2 separate regions of the Zea mays genome follow, and region 2 is linked to region 1. Evidence: chromatin contacts called from public Hi-C data. All regions are on one chromosome and are shown on one strand. Each heading gives the region's core, a stretch centred on a gene start, on an enhancer-like site or on the middle of the called end of the contact. The rest is flanking DNA. Distances are from core to core; before and after follow the strand shown.

What was found. A called contact is a pair of places that touch in the nucleus more often than the background predicts.
Region 2: a Hi-C map of tassel shows a contact between it and region 1, with 3 times the contacts expected there. The contact joins the promoter of LOC100283040 here to the promoter of LOC100281572 in region 1. A contact is called at or near these places in 4 of 25 Hi-C or Micro-C datasets (bundle sheath, ear, leaf mesophyll and 1 more).

Annotation. Positions count from the first base shown.
Region 1 is chr1:263,000,095-263,003,915 of Zm-B73-REFERENCE-NAM-5.0, forward strand. LOC100281572 (BEL1-related homeotic protein 30) reads left to right here and starts at 2,447. Exons shown (of 6, transcript NM_001154491.2): 1 at 2,447-2,636; 2 at 3,817-3,821. LOC103643758 (a long non-coding RNA gene) reads right to left here and starts at 2,268. Exons shown (of 2, transcript XR_561266.3): 1 at 1,932-2,268; 2 at 844-1,247.
Region 2 is chr1:263,180,272-263,184,487 of Zm-B73-REFERENCE-NAM-5.0, forward strand. It overlaps LOC100283040, which reads right to left and starts at 2,700. Exons shown (of 1, transcript NM_001155942.2): 1 at 1,233-2,700. The coding sequence starts at 2,672. The coding sequence ends at 1,617.

The sequences.
Region 1 (3,821 bases), core at 1,197-3,696:
ATTTATTTATTAATACTGTATTTTCATGCGACACGAAATTATAATCACAAATAAACATCTTCCGTACGAATGTAGTTGCGTCGTACTTTCTTTTCGGTCGAAAAAAAACCATGCAAAAGCAATCACGATAAAGAGAGACTTGCCCTAAAAATCATTTATGCCAGGGGGGAAAAGAATCAAGCGAAAGCAATCATGACAAAACACAAACCTCTAAAGCAACCATAAAAAAGAAGGCCTTGTATTTATATATATACCCTTCAAATTCCAGCTTGGAGAAATATATAGCATTACCATTATTTTTTCCCGATGCATTGTGACGTGTGAGCGTAGCATAGCATTTGCTTGGGGTCCCCCACGACCCCACCCCCACCACTGCACAATGCAGTGTTTGTCATGGGGAGTTCGGATGTCACATGCGATATATCTATCCCCTGCCCATGACTTCTGTCTTTGTGCTCAAACGATTCGCCGTCGCCGATCCGGCGTATCTGTGGGGGCGCGCTGCATGTCGCCGAATCATGGGCGCGTACGCCATTAATTTGGTGGGACGAATAAACGGGTGGGAATTTTAGCAGGCCCGGGCCGGCGTTATTTTCCACCACCTGCGGCGTCTGTGCCTAAATTGTTGTGACCAAAACGATTTCCTTCGTGTGTTCAACAGCTCATGTCGATGTCTGTGTTCGGGAGAGTTGCTGTCCTTTGTAGCGATCACGTGACAAAACTCTGGACGGCATATGTTCTGAAAAGGCGCAGTTCTCAACTTGCGATCCGGACATGCTTATTTATTTAGCTCTGATTCTTCGCACGAGGAATAGAAGAACAGGCAGGCTAGGATCCGTTACCTCTAAAAAAACTGTTTTTCTTTTCTTCTTTCTGAAACAGAAAAAAAGACAACCTGTAAGTTACAAAATCCATGGAATTATGACTTTAGAGCTATGGAAAAAAAAACAGTAGAATGCCACTAGCTTGTGCTTGTCCTGCGAAAATCTCACGAGATTCGGAGCTAGTACAACAAAAGCCATGATCCGTTATGATTTCTGCCGTCTGGATCTTTCCCGGCTCACGAGAAAAAGCACACAGAGAGAATCCCGAAACAGAGTCCGGCGCCGTGTGCTCGTGTCCCTTGGTCCCTTCTCCACTCTGAGCTTCCCGTCGTGACACCCTCGCCGGACGCCGGCCCCTCACGATGCGCAGAGCGGCAAGGCGGGGAGCCCAGGAGTACTGCTCCACTCCCCCGACGCCGGCTCCTACAAAATCCAGTGACTGTGAGATCTCTCTACTTGCGAACCTGCAGCGTCGGTCAGACGGTCACCGAGCGTCCGAGCGCGTGCGAAGACGTTGGGGGCGAACAGAAGAGGACTCCAATTATTCAGGCTGGCAACGAGTTCCGTTTCCGTGCGCCGCTCAGGTCGCTTTTGATTAAAACCATCTATTTGGACTGTATAATCTAGAGACAAAAAACGCTGTAGAAATAATAAAAATCCGTACGGATTAAAGGCAAACGAAACGCATTTCCGGTCATAATATAGGAGGCCGGACCAACTCCAATTTCTCGGACTTGCACATGCCAATACTTCCCTCTCCTTGCTAGTTCAAAAGATGGCTGCTACTTCTCCTTTTCCCCGTCCATAGGCCATATCGACCTACTGTTCGAAGCTGCTTGCATAATTTCGAGCTCTACTATGGATGATGATGATGATGGCACTACTTGTACAGTATTAAAACTTGGATTACTAGATGGTCCGGTGCCTGTACAGCATTAAACTAGGACTACTCTACTATACTAGTGTAGCAGCTGAGCCGAAGGGTGATGTGTAGGATGGATGTACCCAACAGATGAGAGGAGAGGAGGACCGAGGAGCTAACCACAAAAAAAAGTCTAATAAGGAGTTGGTACACCACGGGGCTTTAATTTTATTATGCGTACTCACCTATGACGAATAGAATAGCCGCATAATTGGGGGCTGCGGCAACGCGGACGGCGAATGAGAGCGGCCCATGTCAGTACGCGTTATCGTGAAGAAAGAAGCAACCGGAAGGAAGATGTGGTGGTGGATGGACGCACAGCCAAGTCCGAGCAGAGCTCCATCCCATCCAGACCTGCCAAGTTGAGTACAGTAGGTTTAAACCCCGCAACGCAAACCCCCACCCCCACCGAATAATCCCTCCACGACAATAATCAACCATCACCAGCGGTCCACTCCGGGCAGCAAACAATAATCAAAGCAGAGACGGAGGAGGAGGAGGAGGAGGAGGGCAGAAACAGCTTTTCTTCTAGCAGGCCCTCCGACTACTTTTATATTGGGTGCTGGTGTTTGTTGCAGCTAGTGGGTGGTGGTGCAGGAATTTTTTATTCCGGGGGCAGGAAGAAGGAGGACGAGGAGGAGGAACAAGCGAGAGATAGAGAGAGCGCTCTCCTATCTTCTTTTGCTTTTGGTATTGTTATCTTGGGATCTGATTTTGTCCCCATACATACCGAGCGGGAGGGAAGGGGGCTTGGGTTTTCTTTCTCCTCTCTTCTCTTCTTCTCCCCTCTCACCCTCTTCTCCTCCCAAGGCTGACTGGCCGTCGGCTCGGGTCTGGGGACAGCAATCCCTGCCGTCTTGCCATGCTCCCCACGAGGAGCACACCGTCAGGTCCGCCTCCATTTTCCTATTGCTTAATCAATCGCCTTCGCATCATTGGCTCCTCCCTCCCGCCTGTTGGTTGCAGCACCAGCAGCGGTGACAGAGAATTCTTTTCGGCGCATATTCCCCGGTTACATGATTCGGCTCGCTTGCTTGGGCTCTCGCTCTTCTCTGCTTTTCTAGAATTGTGGCTCGTCCGACCTCGGTGGGTGCAACCGATCCTTTTTCGTTCCCATGGGTGCTGTTATGACCCCAATGATTGGCTGGTCTCCTCTCGATTATATGCTGCTTGTGCTAGAGCTCAGGGTTTTCCTGATCCTTGAGGGCTGTGCGGGCATACCTGGTCTCTCCGAATTGTCCAGTTTTTTGGTGTCTGTCCGCCGGGTTCTTGAGCTGGCTTGGGGATCTGTAGCTTTGAGAGCTTCATCGGGGAATTCCTGCGGCTTGGGGGGGTTCTTGCGGTTGTGTTGAGTGGCCTTTCTTGTGGAAGTGCAGGTATTGAGCTCAGGCTGCTGAATTCATGGTCCTCATTTACCTCAAAATTCTTGAACCTTTTTAATTAAAATTCTTGATTTTTTATGTGGGTGCTCGGGGAAACCATCCCCACTTCTCAACCTGGGCTCATAATTCTTGCTTAATTTCTTGAATTCAGCGTTTCTTGGTGGTGCTTGATTATTGCCGTCTGATATTGCACAGTCCTGAGTTTCTAGTTGCTTCGTCAGCAACCGGTAGAGGTGTCTTTTTTGCGGGATGATAGAATTGAGCTTGATTGCGGTGGAGCCCTTTTGGATTTGCAGCCGATTCTTGAATCTTTTCTTTTCTCTCTCTCCTTGGATGCCTGCATGAAAGCCATGCTCTTAAAGCACGGTTCCTTTTCTTTTCTTCCTATCAGTTTACTCATTTCTTTTCTGGAGGTGGCTCTTGTGTTGGATTACTCCCTTAATTACTCTCTTATATACTTTATATGACAAAAATCTTAGCTCCTTTTTTTTATCCAATCCGAGTTGAGTCTTATTTTCATTGTCTGTGAAAACAAAGTTTTGCCTAGGACATTTCTCCTGATCTCACCTCTTTCATATCATTAAAAAACTGAAAGTTACAGCTGCTTCAGTCATTTGAACAAGACATCCCCGTCTTTTCTAGGTAACTTCGAACTAGAGATCTCATGCTATTTCATCTCTCCTTTCAGAGTGA
Region 2 (4,216 bases), core at 1,450-3,949, 180 kb after region 1:
AAATCGCTGACGACGGGTCGATGACGAGAGCACAAGTTTATCCAGAGAAAATGAAGACGACGAGGAGGAGGAGCGGAACTTGTTGATTTCGCAAGTGGCGTTGGCACCGTGAATAACGACGGATCATGAGAGAGAAGACTCGGTGCGCGGCTACCTAAAGTGGAGGACGAACCGCCGGTTGTCCCCGACAGCCGCGGCACCGGCACCGGCACGGCCCGGTCCCTCTCCAGCCGCGGCGCCGCCGCCGCCTTGTAGGATTCTCACCAACTCTACGTGACGCCTAGCGCTCAGCTGCGGGGCGGGGCCCAAAGTGCCCGTAATCCTGATGATTAACCGGGCCGTTTTCTTTTCTAGCGCCATTTAATAAACTGAAACCTCTGAATATTTATCTGTCGCTAGCTTACTTTTTAAACTAAAATTCAATAAATAAAAAAACTGAGTGAACAATAGAAGTTGGAAATCTTTTTTTTCTTTCTTGCCCCCCCCCCCCCCCCCCCCCCAAAAAAAAAGAGAGAGAGGCCGCCCGGAATTTTCTTTCGTTTGTTATATTGCTGATGATGCGGGGATCGGGGGACTTTTTCTATACGAGGAATCCGTTAAGGTCCTGTTCGATTTTTAGGGATTAGAGCCCCAGATTGATTTCTAGACGGATTACTTCTTTAATTTATATAGATTTTGATTAGCTAGAATAAATTCTGGTTTATTCTTGTACAACCGAACGAGCTCTAAAGCAGCTCAATGGTCTACAATGTATATACGGAATAACTGCTGGTAATAATAATGATTGTTTGGTTGGAGCAACGAGGTAGTTCATCATCTTTTTATTGTTTTACTTTCTTGTTTGGTTTGTATAATGAAATGAGTTGATACATCACCAACTCATTTTTTCATAATTAGTTAGTACTAATATAAGGAATGTGATTATTCTACCAAATTTGAGGAATTGGCCTATGTTACAACTTTTATTTTGGATGGATTGATTTTTCAAATCAAGCACCCTTAATGACAAACTGACAAGTAGGCAAAGTATGCTTCTGTTTTTTTTAAACGATGCTTCTGAATTTCTTATCGAAGGTAATAGAGCGAAACTGAAAACTCAAGAGCTTGTTTAGAACAGATGCACTACCGGATCTAAGATTCAATGGGAAAAAAAAAACTTTTTGGCTAATAGTCCCTTCTACCAATGAGGCAATGACTATGTTTTTTGTTTAGATCTAGTGGAGGACAATTTTGGTGCTAATAGTCTCTTCTATTCTTGACCATCTTTTTTCTTCGTACAATTTTCACCAAGTCCACTAATTTTGTGCTAGCGAAGCGCCACTTGAGAGCTTCACCTTGATTCTGACCTTAGATCCACCAATTTGTTATATCTAGATTTCTTGGAGCAATACCATTTGGCCAACTTTTGAGTAGTACTATTTTTTTTCTGAATCTAGAATTTGTGCAAGCGGTCTAAACTTTTCCGAGAAAGTTAGCAACAATATGTACAGTTCACATGAACACCCTGATGATCGATCTACCAATATCTAGCCTAGATCAACAAAACAACGAAGAGCACGTGCTTCTAAACCGAACAAAAAGTGAAACGAGCGGTCGATCGAACGCCGTCGTTGTGTTCACGAGGTCTCGATGCCGGCTGCCGGCCGGAGCAGGTCGTACTTGGCCCAGACGGCGTCGAGCGGGCACGGCCTTCCGGCGTCGAGGCGGTCCCAGGGCTTCCCCTTGCCGCTCCAGTGCAGCAGGCTGACGGCGCCGGCGTGCAGGCCGCGGCAGAGGCCGCGGTAGTTGTCCCCGCCGAGGCCGTGCTGGTTCCATCTGTGGTCCACGGACGCGATCCTGCCGGCGAAGACGAGCAGGAAGGGCGGCAGCGAGCCCAGCTCGTAGATGCGCACCCGCTTCTGCAGCTCCATCCACTCCTCGATCTGCGCCGTGTATCCCGCGCGGCGCCAGCGCGCGAGGTCGAGCACCATGACGCCCGTGTTGAAGTAGCAGGCGCGGCGGCCGGCGAAGGCGGAGGAGAGCGCGGGGGACGCCCAGAAGCCCGGCGTGAAGTAGGCGGTGAAGTTGGCGCCGCAGTACTGGGGCGCCGCCACGGCCGTGCCCTCCCCCGGGAGCGGGGTGGCGGCGAGGGCGGCGATGTCGTCGGTGAGCACGACGTCGGAGTCGAGGTACACGACGCGGCGCACGCAGGCGGGCAGCGTGGACGCGAGGTAGGAGCGCGCGTAGTTGAGCGGGCGGTCCAGCGCGCCCCGGATGGAGGTGGAGATGAGCCCCGCCACGCGGGCCTCGTCGGCGAACGGGTACACCCGGAACGCCAGCGACGGGAACGACGCGCGCACCGTGGCCCTGAGCGCCTCCGCCGTCGCACTGGACCCGGAGGAGGCGGAGGCGATGAAGTGGAAGTGGATGGACTCCGGGCACGACGCGTGGCGCAGCACGGAGAGCACGGCCGCCATGGTGCCGCGCAGGTACGACGCGTCCAGCGTCATGGCGACGTGCACCGCCGCGTGCGGCGAGCACGCCGCGTCCGCGTCCGACGGCTGCAGCAGCGGCGGGCACTGCGCCGCCGCCGAGTTGGTGAAGTGCGGCGCCTCGCGGTACCGCGGCACGGCCGCCGCGGCGCCGGCGGCGCAGAGGAGCAGTAGGGCCAGAGCCAGAGGAGAGCGCGTCATCTTGGTTGTTCGCGTGGTTGGATTGGATGGAGAGCGCGTGTACCGTGTCTGTTATATATACGGGTGGAGTGATAGACTGAGAAGCCAGAACGCGTTCGGTGTCAAAGGTGGGTCAGAGGCGAGGCTTGCGGGGCTACGGCTGACTGAGCAAAGCGTGTGTTGGGAGCTCATCTGAACGCGTCAAACAGAACAGCAAAAGTGACCGAAGTGAGTTAAAATATCCGTGTAATCTTTCCAAAGTTCACAGCTACGTACTACTTTGTGACGGCGAGAGGTTTAGGCGACCTGTAAAATCCCATGCCACCGCGTGAAAGTAATCGACGATGGTGCGTTGGCAAAATTCACTCCATATATGTGGACGGATACGGGAGGGATTTGAAAGAACTACCGCTGCGTTCTTTTTTGGTGATTTAGTGCTGCATTGGCTATCGAAATCATCTTAAAGCAAAAGCTCAAAACAGATTGGGATTAACATAGTCAGTGGAGGGTCCATGATGTGTATGCGTCCATTAAAATTCGTGTGGCCCCTCGTCTTGTGACCACAGTGCACCACGACCCTCATTTTTATTTTTATTTTGAGCTGCTGTTGCTGCTAGTACTAGTACTAGTTTTAGCCTGTGGTGGTGTCCCCTGAGCTGCCAGTGTCTTAACCCGACTACTACTAGGTTCGTGATCGGAGTATTTTGAATAAATACGCCGCCGCCGGCCACCGCCCGATTTTCGGAAGCACAATGACGGCATGCATGTGACGCCCACTTGGCTGAAATTGCTCGCAGGATTTTATTCCGCCGTCTACAACTACAAGCTCTCTAACTCTGTCACCGTGTAGAGCAGGATTTTTTAAAAAACAAATAGTTGTCGGTGAGCGAGATTGCGAGAACGCAAGATGACTAGTAGTATTCTGCTGATTGATGATTCGTGTCGGGGTCCCACTGGACTTGTGGGCCCTCTGGAGGACGTGACGCGTGGCAGCATGTCGCCAGATGGGGCCCAGGCCAGCTCCACCGGCAGCTGCCTCGATGTCGGTGCTCCGCGCACGCCTGAGATGCGATCGCGAGCGTGGAGCACCGGGCACAGGCTGTACACTACTAGTACTACTGACTTTGCACTCTGTACTGCGCGCGCGCGGCAAGCAATGCCGCAGCATCTTCTGCGTGCGAGGGAGGGGAGGGAGAGACTGGAACTGGATCCGCGAGACTTTTTTTTGAGCTCCTCGCACGAGACGAATCGAGTGCCAGTGGTGCGGCGATCTCAAAATCAGCCTCGGATCGGGCGGGGCTCGCCGGCCGCTCGCGGCATTTCCGATGTGTGCTTTGAGCCACCTCTGAAATTTTGCGCCGAGAATCAGGCCCCAAGAGTCGGCGCGCACACTGGCTCTTCCTTTTGTGACCTGTTTCCAGCGATCTTAATAAAAAAATTTTCTTCTTGAAAAAGAGAACCTTATTTTTGCTCCGAATTATTCATGTTTATTTATATAGGTTCTAAAGTCTGTCTCAATGCTATAAATTACAGTTAGTTTTTATATTATTTAATCTCTGTAGTAG